2 separate regions of the Mus musculus genome follow, and region 1 is linked to region 2. Evidence: chromatin contacts called from public HiChIP or PLAC-seq data. All regions are on one chromosome and are shown on one strand. The core of a region is the stretch at or near the end of the contact, and the rest is flanking DNA. Distances in the headings are between cores, read along the strand shown.

What was found. HiChIP or PLAC-seq counts read pairs in DNA pulled down with a chosen protein or histone mark.
Region 1: a contact with region 2 is called in an H3K4me3 HiChIP or PLAC-seq map of stem cell-derived neural progenitor cells, with 23 read pairs. The contact joins the enhancer-like site here to the promoter of Elfn1 in region 2. A contact is called at or near these places in 7 of 39 promoter capture datasets (the 3T3-L1 cell line, embryonic stem cells, hippocampal neurons and 2 more), 2 of 484 Hi-C or Micro-C datasets (bone marrow-derived macrophages and nephron progenitors), 12 of 115 datasets of contacts at active chromatin or transcription factors (VIP interneurons, craniofacial prominence, embryonic basal ganglia and 8 more) and 3 of 9 other capture datasets (adipose tissue, embryonic stem cells and liver).

Annotation. Positions count from the first base shown.
Region 1 is chr5:140,177,110-140,181,902 of GRCm38.p6, reverse strand. The region is part of intron 11 of Mad1l1 (MAD1 mitotic arrest deficient 1-like 1); the gene reads left to right. Among named protein-coding and RNA genes, the nearest start is that of Gm16120, 29 kb to the left of the region's middle. Within about 2 kb of position 3,427, at least 20 of the 459 cell types and tissues checked have an H3K27ac peak or open chromatin away from gene starts, as enhancers often do. A contact at or near this core is called in stem cell-derived neural progenitor cells, where this site is marked.
Region 2 is chr5:139,906,160-139,911,190 of GRCm38.p6, reverse strand. It overlaps Elfn1 (leucine rich repeat and fibronectin type III, extracellular 1), which reads right to left and starts at 3,325. Exons shown (of 2, transcript NM_001384186.1): 1 at 2,378-3,325.

The DNA of each region.
Region 1 (4,793 bases), core at 2,178-4,677, 270 kb before region 2:
CACGTGTGCTGTGTGCCATGCTGGGGAGATGTGGCTGTACTACCTCAGCCCTGCCATTGTAGACCCCTCGCCTCCATGGCAGCTCTGCCTCTGCACCTGGGTAACAAGATGGCCCCAAGGCTGCCTCCCTTCCTTCCTAAAAAGATTTATTTACTTTTAAAGTTTATGCCAGGCGTGGTGGTGCACGCCTTTAATCCCAGCACTTGGGAGGCAGAGGCAGGCGAATTTCTGAGTTCGAGGACAGCCAGGGCTACACAGAGAAACCCTGTCTCGAAAAAAAAAAATGTGTATGTATATGGGTGTTTTGTCTTATTTTGTTTTGTTTCTGCCTGCATGTATGTATGTGCATCATGTATGTGCAGTGCTTGCAGAGGCCAGAGGCCAGCGTAAGATCTCCTGGAATTGGAGTTACAGACAGTTGTTAGTTACCATGTGGTAGTGGGAATTGAGCCTAGGCCTCTGATAGAGTAGCCATGCTCTTATCTGTTGGGCTATCTGTCTGGCCCCTAAGCCTGGTTTTCTCCACTCTGCACTGCCAGCCCTGAGACACACTGCAGGGAAGCAGGGTGCAGTGGGATGGTTCTGCCATAAACTGGCTACTCAACCAGGTTCAAGCGTCTGAACTTTTAAGTTCAGAAAGCTTCTTACTTAAAAGTTCCCTCCACTTCTGCTAATGATTCCACATTAGCAATCCATTTGGAGCACCTGGTGGGATGTCCCACTGCCTCTGTTCCTGCGGGGGAATTGTTCTGTGTGCCCTGATGTTCTCTTCACAACCAGCAGGGTCCACAGCATGGATGTTCAGGGGTTTGTGTATTACCTGCTCAGCAGGCCATTTTGGGACCTATATCCAGTCTTTTTTGGCTGGCCTCAAACTTGACCTTAAATTTTTTTTTTTTTTTTTTTTTTTGGTTTTGTTTTTCGAGATAGGGTTTCTCTGTGTAGTCCTGGAACTCGCTCTGTACACCAGGCTGGCCTCGAACTCAGAAATCTGCCTACCTCTGCCTCCCAAGTGCTGGGATTAAAGGTGTGCGCCACCACGCCCGGCTTAAATTTTTGATTCTCCTACCCTTTTCCCTCTTTGGTGCTAGGATTACAGATATGTGCCACTTCGTCCAAACTGAACTCTGGACTTTGTGGATGCCCAACAAGCCTCTGCCTTTCTTCCTGCCCTTCTGGGTCCTATTTTGTCTGTCAGGAAGGAAAGCATTCATTTGGTCTGGGAAGGAGCCATTTGCAAAGTCACTTGAAAGCTGTCCTTGGCCTTTGCATTGTCCCACCAAGAATGCCACTGGAGCTGGGTTGTGACAGGAAAAAAGTTTTCAAGGAGAAAAGCAATTTTAGGAAATAAAATGAGATCAAAACAAAGTGCCTTTTGTTCCTCTCCAAGCTGCAGATGGTTATTAAGATAGGGGTTCCTTGGTGCGGGGGCAGGAGGGGTTTGCCTCTGGCCACTGCTGCTGATCCATGAAAGCAAGGTGACCTCATGCAGGCCATCCCAGGGACCTGATGGGGTCCCTCTCTAGGTCTCAGATCTGCCAGATCTTTACCTGACCACCCTTGCAGCCCACCGTTGCCTCAGAGCCTTCACCTGCGCTGCTCCTCCCTCCCTCGGCAGTGCCGTCACCTTGCCCGGTCTGGCTCACTGACTTCCCTCTGCCCTTGCTTTTAACAGGCCCTTTGGCACAGCTGTTTGCAGCCAGTCAAAATCTGGCAATTGTTTGGCTCCCTCTTCTGATGGGTGGACAAGCTGAGGGTGTAGAGAAGTCACCTGCAAAGGTCATGTGCCCAGGAAGGTCTCTGACCTGGTGATGAGGATGGCAAGCCAAGCCTCAATGCTCTCTTCTGCCAAGGGCAGCATTCATGGAAGAGCACAAACATGTTGTCCCAGCCCCAAAGATTGGTGGCCCTGTACCTACCCTTACAGGATTTCAGGGGCATCTGGAGACACTGCAACCAGGTAGCAGTTACAGATGCTTTGGTTTCTGGTTTGTTTGTTTGTTTGGTTGGTTGGTTGGTTGGTTGGTTTGGGTTTGGTGTTGGTTTCTTGGCTTAAAACCAACTATTTGGAAGATGTGGCGATTGCCCTTTTGGTTTCTCAACAGTGGAAGAAGAGGTGTTATCAGTGGGTGGTGGAAAACATGGTACCCTGTCCCTGCTATCATCCATCCTTCCCTGGGCTTCGCTGACACATTTTGGGTAAGGATGGTAGCCACTCAGGACCTGCTGTGGGTCCTGGTCTTGGTGTATGATGTCTGAAGATACTGAGCCTATGCGGTCAGTGTCTGTCTCCCATGTAACTCCCCCCACCCCATGCTGCTGTGCCACTTTTCAGTACATCCCACTCCAGTATCACTCCAGGACACTGGCCCCTTCAGTACTCAGAACGGCTTCTGGAAATGAGTTGGTCTATACCTTGGAGACCACATCACCCTGCCAGCCCTGTCATTGTTTCTGAAACATCCTCATGGGGATGGGGGCATGAGGGACAACAGAGATGGCACAGTGAGTCAGGTAGGTGTAGGGCAAGGTAGAGCCTGCTTCTAGGGGAAGATGTTAGTAGGATGCTGGTGGCTTTGTTTTCTATTAACCTTGGCTTTCTAAAATACTGCATTCACGTGCTATTGATCTTGGTCCTCAGAGCTGTTGTGAACACCCTCAAATCCAAGCCCAGGATGTTCATCCACTGCCCTGCATCATCCTGGTCCAGGGTACCCTTTCATTTCTGGGTATTCACATCACAGCTCAATTGGAGTTTACAGTGCCAGTGCTACCACATGTGGTGGTACATTCCTTTAATCCCAGCACTTGGGAAACAGAGGCAGGTAGATCTCTGTGAGTTCAAGGCCAGCCTAAACTACAGAGTGAGACCCTGTTTCAAATTTCAAGCAGCAACCAAAACCAAAACCAGCCAGTACCTTAGCTGGGATGGGTTTGGAGTCTCAACACAAGGCTACACACTAATGAGAAGGGAGGAACCGGCCTGGGTAGGTGCCCAGTGATGGCTTGAGTCTGATCTCCACTCAGCACAGGTGGTCTATGGCTTAGCCTTGTTGGGGACATGTGGCCTTCAATATCCAGGGGAGTTAGCAAGACACCTGGATGCCACCAGAGGCCCAGCTTGTCCCTGTCACTTTGGTTCCTGTCACAGAACCCTCTTTGCCTACGGTGAAGACCTTGTCCAACTTTTTCACACAATTTCGAAGAAATCCAAATCTTTGAATAACCTTGGTCCTGAAAGGAAAGGCGCTGGCTGCAGGTGAAAATTGATGGTGGTGCTCAAAGGCATGGTTCCCTGCCAAGACAGCCTCTCGAGTGCAGCTTCCAAAAATAGCCGCCACAACAGTGGCGCTGGAACTGCTCCCTGCTCTGCCTGGAGCCTGCTCCAAAGACGGCGAGTGTGCGGCAGCCTCCCCTGCTGCCTGGCCTTCATGTCTGCCCTTGGCCTGCTGCTGGGCCAGGTCAGCACTGGGGCTGCTGCCTTGTGGTTCCTCACATAACTGGCTTCCAAGGATCCTGTGAGGTCCCCAAGATAGAGTGTGTACTGGCTCTAGGTCAGAAAGTACAGCAGGCTGCAGACCCTGGGAGGAGGATGCACTCGCTCACTCCCTCGCTTTCTCAGGCTGGCTGCCTCAAACTGTACTCAGTTCTGGTCGTCATGGTTGGCTTCTGGTATGTGTGTGTGTGTGTGTGTTCTCTTAGTTTGAGAGCTCTCAATGTATTTTTCTCTGTAGTCCTGGCTGGCCTGAACTTGCTAATTAGACCAGGTTAGCCTCCAATTCAAAAGAAATCAGCATTCAGGTGTCTCTGCCACCTGAGTGCTAGGATTATAGGCATATGTCAACATGCTTGGCTTGGGTTTTTTTTTTTGTTTTGTTTTGTTTTGTTTTGTTTTGTTTTTGGAAACAGTTTTAACCTGTGTGTGTGAGGTACATGTGTGTGTTCTTGTCTTTGTTGTGTGCTTGTGCCTATGTATGTAGAAACCAGCAGTTTGTACCAGGCACCTTCCCCCCTGAGTCATTCTGAGCCATATTTTCTGAGATATTGTGTCTCACTGACCTGGGCGAGGCTGGCGAGCTCCCATGCATCATTTGCCGTGGCCTCCCTTCGCAGAGCTGCATGTGCCTTACTGCTCTCAGCCCTTAGAAGTGGCTGCTCGGGATCTGATCTCGGGCCCTCACGCTGATGTAGCTGACTGTTTACCAGCTGAGCCATCTCTTCAGGCAAAGCCTGTCATGGTTTCTGTGGGTGAGGTCTTTGCTTTACTTTTCTCTTATCTGAGGGGCTCAGCTACGTGCTCACTATGACCAAAGCAACCATGGTGCTTGCTTTCATCAAAACAACTCTCTTCCATTAACTGTTACCACTTTAATAATCCCGTGCATATGTGTGGGGGGAGATCACTTTGAAAATGTGACTAGAATTTGCAGTCTTAATTTGTAGAAGAGGAAGCTGCATCTGGCTCAGGATGGGTTGCTACCCAGGAATTGAGGGTGGGGTAGGGAAGGGGCATCTCTGGTCAGGAGCATGTGGCTTTCCTTGGCAGCTCCTGTTTCCTCCATGTTGCTACCCCACTTATGTCCTGGAGGCAGGGCTGCCAGTGTTTGCACACAAGTGTGAGGATGTGTGTTTGTGTACCTCTAAGTAGGCTGTGTTGTGCATGTATGTATGCACCTATGGGTGCATATGTCCTGGAAAGCAGGCATCTTCTGCTGTTGCCCTGTTTTTCCCGTGAGACTCCCATGGAACATTAAACCCAGAGGAGGAAGACTGGCCATGGCCATCGTAATAGT
Region 2 (5,031 bases), core at 2,076-4,575:
CCTAGGGTGGGAGGTATAAGACACTCTTCCCTCCCAGTTGTATCTAAAAGAGGTCCCAAGCAGCTGATCTCCAGGGACAAGATTATGCCTGTACTCTCCTATTCTGAGTCTGGTCAGTTCTGTGTAAGGGTGGGGACAGGGAATAAGAGGGGCCAGCAGCCCCTACCATCAGTCTCTGAAAGCAAACTCAAAGGCAGGGGTCTGACTCCCCATATCTCTAGGTTTCCCCTTGGCCTGGTTCCCCTACCATTGCTACAGGTCTGGTAATCATCTGAGATCTGGGATTACCGTGGTTTGTGTACTAAGCATTGTGGTAGTACAGTCCCCCTAGGTTCACTAGTCTGGATTTTGCTCCTCTGACCCCTTCCACAAAGAATAAGCAAACCGAGGTCCAGGTTCCCAGAGCGCCCTTGACCAGTACAACCCCACCCTCAAGGTAAGTTTGTGGCTTCCCAGGGTCAGCTGTCTGCAGGAGGGGGTGGAAGGTTCTAGGAGGTTTTCCAAGAGGGAAAACACCGGTAGTTCTTCCGGTGGAAGGGTCCCCAGGACATCCAATGTTGGAGTACCCAGTTGTCGGGGTGGCAAGACCGAAAATTAGGGTTGACTAGTAGAGGGTCATTCAGACCCTCCAGGTCACATCCCCCAATCTTCCAGCTGCTCAGCTGGTTGTAACCAAAATCCGGGAGTCCCTTGGGGCCGCCCCTCCCCCGAGCCGGACAGATCGGGCCGTTTGCTTGTAAGCCATTAATTCTATCACAGAGACGCCGGCGCCGCCACGCGAGGACATCTGTCAGGGACCCATCACTGTGTTCCACGCCCCCTGCTCTCCCCAGACCCAGAGAAGCGGAAAAGATGCGCCACCTCAGCTCTCCACACTCTGAGGTTGCTGAAGCGGGCTCGGAAGCAAAGAACCCGAAGGGGGCGGGGCCCCAGCACCCTTGGGACAAAGATTCTCCCAGCTGTTCGGAGAGTGGCTTCTGCAACCTTCTATCCCAGACAGGAAGAAGTGCCCAACTCCCCCTGTTCCCCAAATACTAGTGACCACTCAGACTCTGACCTGAGCCTTGGGGTGAGGTGGAGAGAGGGCACGGAATCCTCCAGATACCTCAGGGTGTAGGAAGGAGACACTGGGGGGTGGGGCAAGAAGACACTGGCTTCTTCCCTCACAGGGAACAGAGCACTTCACCTCCAAACCCTTCTGGGATCTTCGCAAGCTCTCCATAGAGAGAGCTTGTCTGCTCACCACAGCCCCTAGGCAGCTGCTGGTGAATGTGTCATGCGTGGGCGATGGGTCGCAAGGACTCGAAACTGGCTGGGGATGATCCCGTTCATGCCTAGCAGGCTGGCCCGGGAGATTTCACTCCCATCCCCTTGTGTGTATGGGGGTGGGATGGGGGTGCAGAAAGGATGTTTGGATGTTGAGACATCGACCTGGGCTCATGACCCCAGGTAGTCACAGTTCAGAGCAGGCTTATCTGGGAAGAGAAAAAGTTAGGGGAGTGGGAGGTGACACCTCAAAGTCTGAGGGGAATGAGTAGAAGAAAAGGGGAGGGCAGGCGACGGAATGGGACCCATGAAAACTGAGGAGGGTCAGTCTCTGGCTGGGGTCTGGAAGCACCTCGCAGCCAGTGGTTTTCCCAGTCCCTACAGGCTCTTGTCAAAGGCGCCTGTTAATAACTAGAAGCCAGTTCCTTCCAGGGAGCTGGACAGAGCCCCGGCACCCGGCTGGGGTGGGGGTGCGGGTCTTACATTACCCTCCCCACGGCTCCAGCGCCTGGAGACCAGTGTGCAGAACGAAGGCGAGGTCCCACCACCCACTTTTTCTCCTCTTTGAACTACGAGTGGAGGTATTCGGACTGGGGGGGGGCAGCTTCTGGGCCAACTTGGGGCACTAAGGCCGTCCCATGCACCCTACAGCAGACCGACCCCACCACGGCCTAGGCAGCACGCTCAGCAAAGTTTCGGGTCCTCGGTGGTGCTTCCTAATCCGAGGTGGGGGCAGGGGACCCAAGCCCAGGCGCTCCGATCGGCGGAGTCGGGAGGGAAGTTTGTCCAGCCAGAGATCGGCGATCGAGAACTTCGGGTTTTGGGAAGGCGGCTGAGTGGAGGGCGCCCTGGAGCCTCAGACTAAACGCGCTGCATCTGAAACCCCCCGGGTGAAGAGGGGACTCGGTCCAGGTGCGGACGGCCAGGACACGGCGAGGGGGACTGAGGCGATAGGGGCAACCAGGGCTGCGGGAGCCGTTGGGGACTCCCGCGCCACCCGGGAAGCCGGCGAGAGCGTATCCTTCCTGCCCCTCCCCCTCCAGGGGCGGGGACCTGTGGACCCCACGTCTGCGGCAGAGGGGACCACCACTCGCTGCACACCCCTTCCTACCTGAACGGGGTTGTGGCCCCCAGGGTTGAAGGCTCGATCACCGGCTAGCAGAGCACGCGCGCCGAAGTCCCCGGAGCGCCGCGGTGGCGGTGGCGGCGGCGGCGGCGGCTGCCCCTGCTTCCTCCTCCTCTTCCTCCTCGGGGTTCTTGCTGGCTCCAGACAGACCTCCTCCCCCTCCCGCGTTGCCCGCCCCTCCCGGAGCCCGCCGGGCTTGAGGATCGGCCTCTCGCCGGGAGCGGAGAGGAGCCTGCGGGAGCCGGGCTGCGGCGCTCACTGCGTCAAGAGCCGGGGACCGCGCGATCGGAGCAGCCCCGGACCGGCCGGGCAGGCGGGGCGGCCGCGGCGCCGGCGACGCCGAAGGGGCCGGGCGGCTCCGGCTCTCGAGCTCGGGAGCGGGCGCGGCGGCAGCGGCCGCGGCGACGCGAGGCGGTGGTTCATTTTGTGAGCGCGAGGCAGGTCGGACGTGGGAGCCGCGCGGGGAGGGGACCGGAGCAGGGGCGGGGGCCGCTGCACGTCCATAGGTTGCCCCGGGAGGGGATCAAGGCTCCCTGAGGGGAAGTTGGCTGGAGCCGGGGGGACATCTCAGGACGCCGCAACACAGCCTCGCCTCCTTTTCCTGGCTTTGCCTGCGTCCCCTGCCCGCGTCCCAGGCCACTGAGCTAAGAGCCGTGGAGCCCAAGTCCCCGAGTGTCATGGGGTTGGGACCCTTCGTGGCGATGGGAGGTGGGTACGAGAGGCAGAGATGTGCACGCGCGTACAGTCACGCCTGTGCACACACACGCACCCGCAGGAAGCCATGTAGAAGTTGACCCCGAAGTCAGACCCTATGTAAGCGCGCGTGTCACAGCTCCACCCGCAGGGACGATTGTTTCACGGGGCGGGCGGCGGGGAGGGGAGAATCAGAGATGGTACAAGGTTGTCAGGCCCTCCGAGATGCAACATTCTCTCTTCCCACCAGGGACTTGCTCTCTCCTAAGGTCACCGACCCCCTTCACAGTCCCTCCTCTCTGCATTGTATGTCACCACCCCCTTGGGCTGAGAGGCCGGGAGGCGTGAGATCAGCCTGGCACCTTCCCATTCCCGGAAGGTTCCGAGTAGTGGATTCCCCTCCCACTAGCCTCTGTGTGTGTGGGGGGGGGGAGTTAATGTGTGCTTTCCGGGGATCCAAGTCATCCCTCTGGGGCTGTCCACCCTCCCACCCACCCCCACCCCCCACCCCCATGGTTCCAGGAACACTGACTGAGCCCGCTGGTATCCCATTCCCTACCGCGCCCCTTCCCCAGGCGGTAGCTTTGGCCTTGGGTTGAAAATCAAAATCAAGTTCAAGAGCGCCCTCGCCGGGCTAAGGCCTTGCGCACAGCTTTCGAGCCTCCGTGCGCTTGCGGAGCTGAAGGACCCCCCTTTGGGCAGAGTGGGTGCAACCCTTTTTGGACGCCTCCTCCGAGCTGGAGCACTCTCAAGAGCCAGGCTTCGGGACACAATGCCAACGAAGGGGACTGGAGCCGCAGAGTGCAGCCAAGTATACATAGTAAGGGGCGAGGAGAGGCTGGGGGCGGGGACTTGTCCCTTGGGTTGCCAGACCACCAGGGACCAGCATGGGAATAGCCTGAACCTTGGAGTAGCGCGGCCAGAGGACCAGGAGCTTCCCGAGCTCGGGTCCTGTGGCCTGTCCTGCGACTCGACTAGATCCAGCCTGCAGCACCGGCAGGCAGCCCACACTTGGCCGATCCTAGGCTTTCCCCAGCCCCATTTTTCCTTTGGAACCCTGAGGAGTGAGATTCCAGTTAGGGACTGAGGGTAGAGGAGGCTCTATCGTCTTTCCGGTGGATTCTTAGACACAGAGCATGGTGGTCAAGGACAGAGCTGTGGGTCTACCCTTGCTCAGACCTCAAGAGAATCCAGCCGGGACTGAAGGCTCCAAAGCCTGCTTTTAGGGTAGCTTTTGCCGGGCCCTTCAAAAAAACAAAAAACAAAAAACAAGCCAGGCACCCCTCAAGCTGGGAAGGCCACAAGCTAACCCCTGGCCAGAGCCACGGGGATGAGGCCAGAGCTTTCTCCTGGTTCTCTCATCTCCCGCCCCGCCCCCATTCCTCCCTTCCTCTCCCATTCTCCTGAGCCATGTCACTAGCAGGCATGTGTACATGACCCAGGGTGGACACTATGTATGTTGCACCCACACGTTTGCAGAGCAGGTTCACACCTAACGGGCACACCCCATAATTCACCCCTTAGCCCACCCTCATGAAGAACATGAAGTTCTGGCAGAAGTTCACACACATCTTTGCCGACGCCCACGCCTCCCCCCTCCCCACAACCAGGAACCTTACCAAGAAGTTATAGAGTAGGGCTTCAGTCGCCAAGGCACCCCAGCCTGCTCCAGGGTTGCACAAACCCCCGGTCCATACCTGGGTTTCTGTAGTGGTGTGCGACTGCAAACATCATTCCAGAAAGGCAAAGATGTCTATCCTGGGGTCTATCTGACAGGGTCCCAACAAAGAGAAGAAAGCCCTCCCTCTCTTTTACCTCTTTGCCACCTCCTCCCCCTTTTCTCTTTTACATCTGCCTCCCCTCTCCCTCCTCCTCTTGTCTTCTTACTCTGTAGCTCAGGCCAGCCTGGGACTCCAGTGTCTAGCTTTAGACCCCTGAGTGCCAGA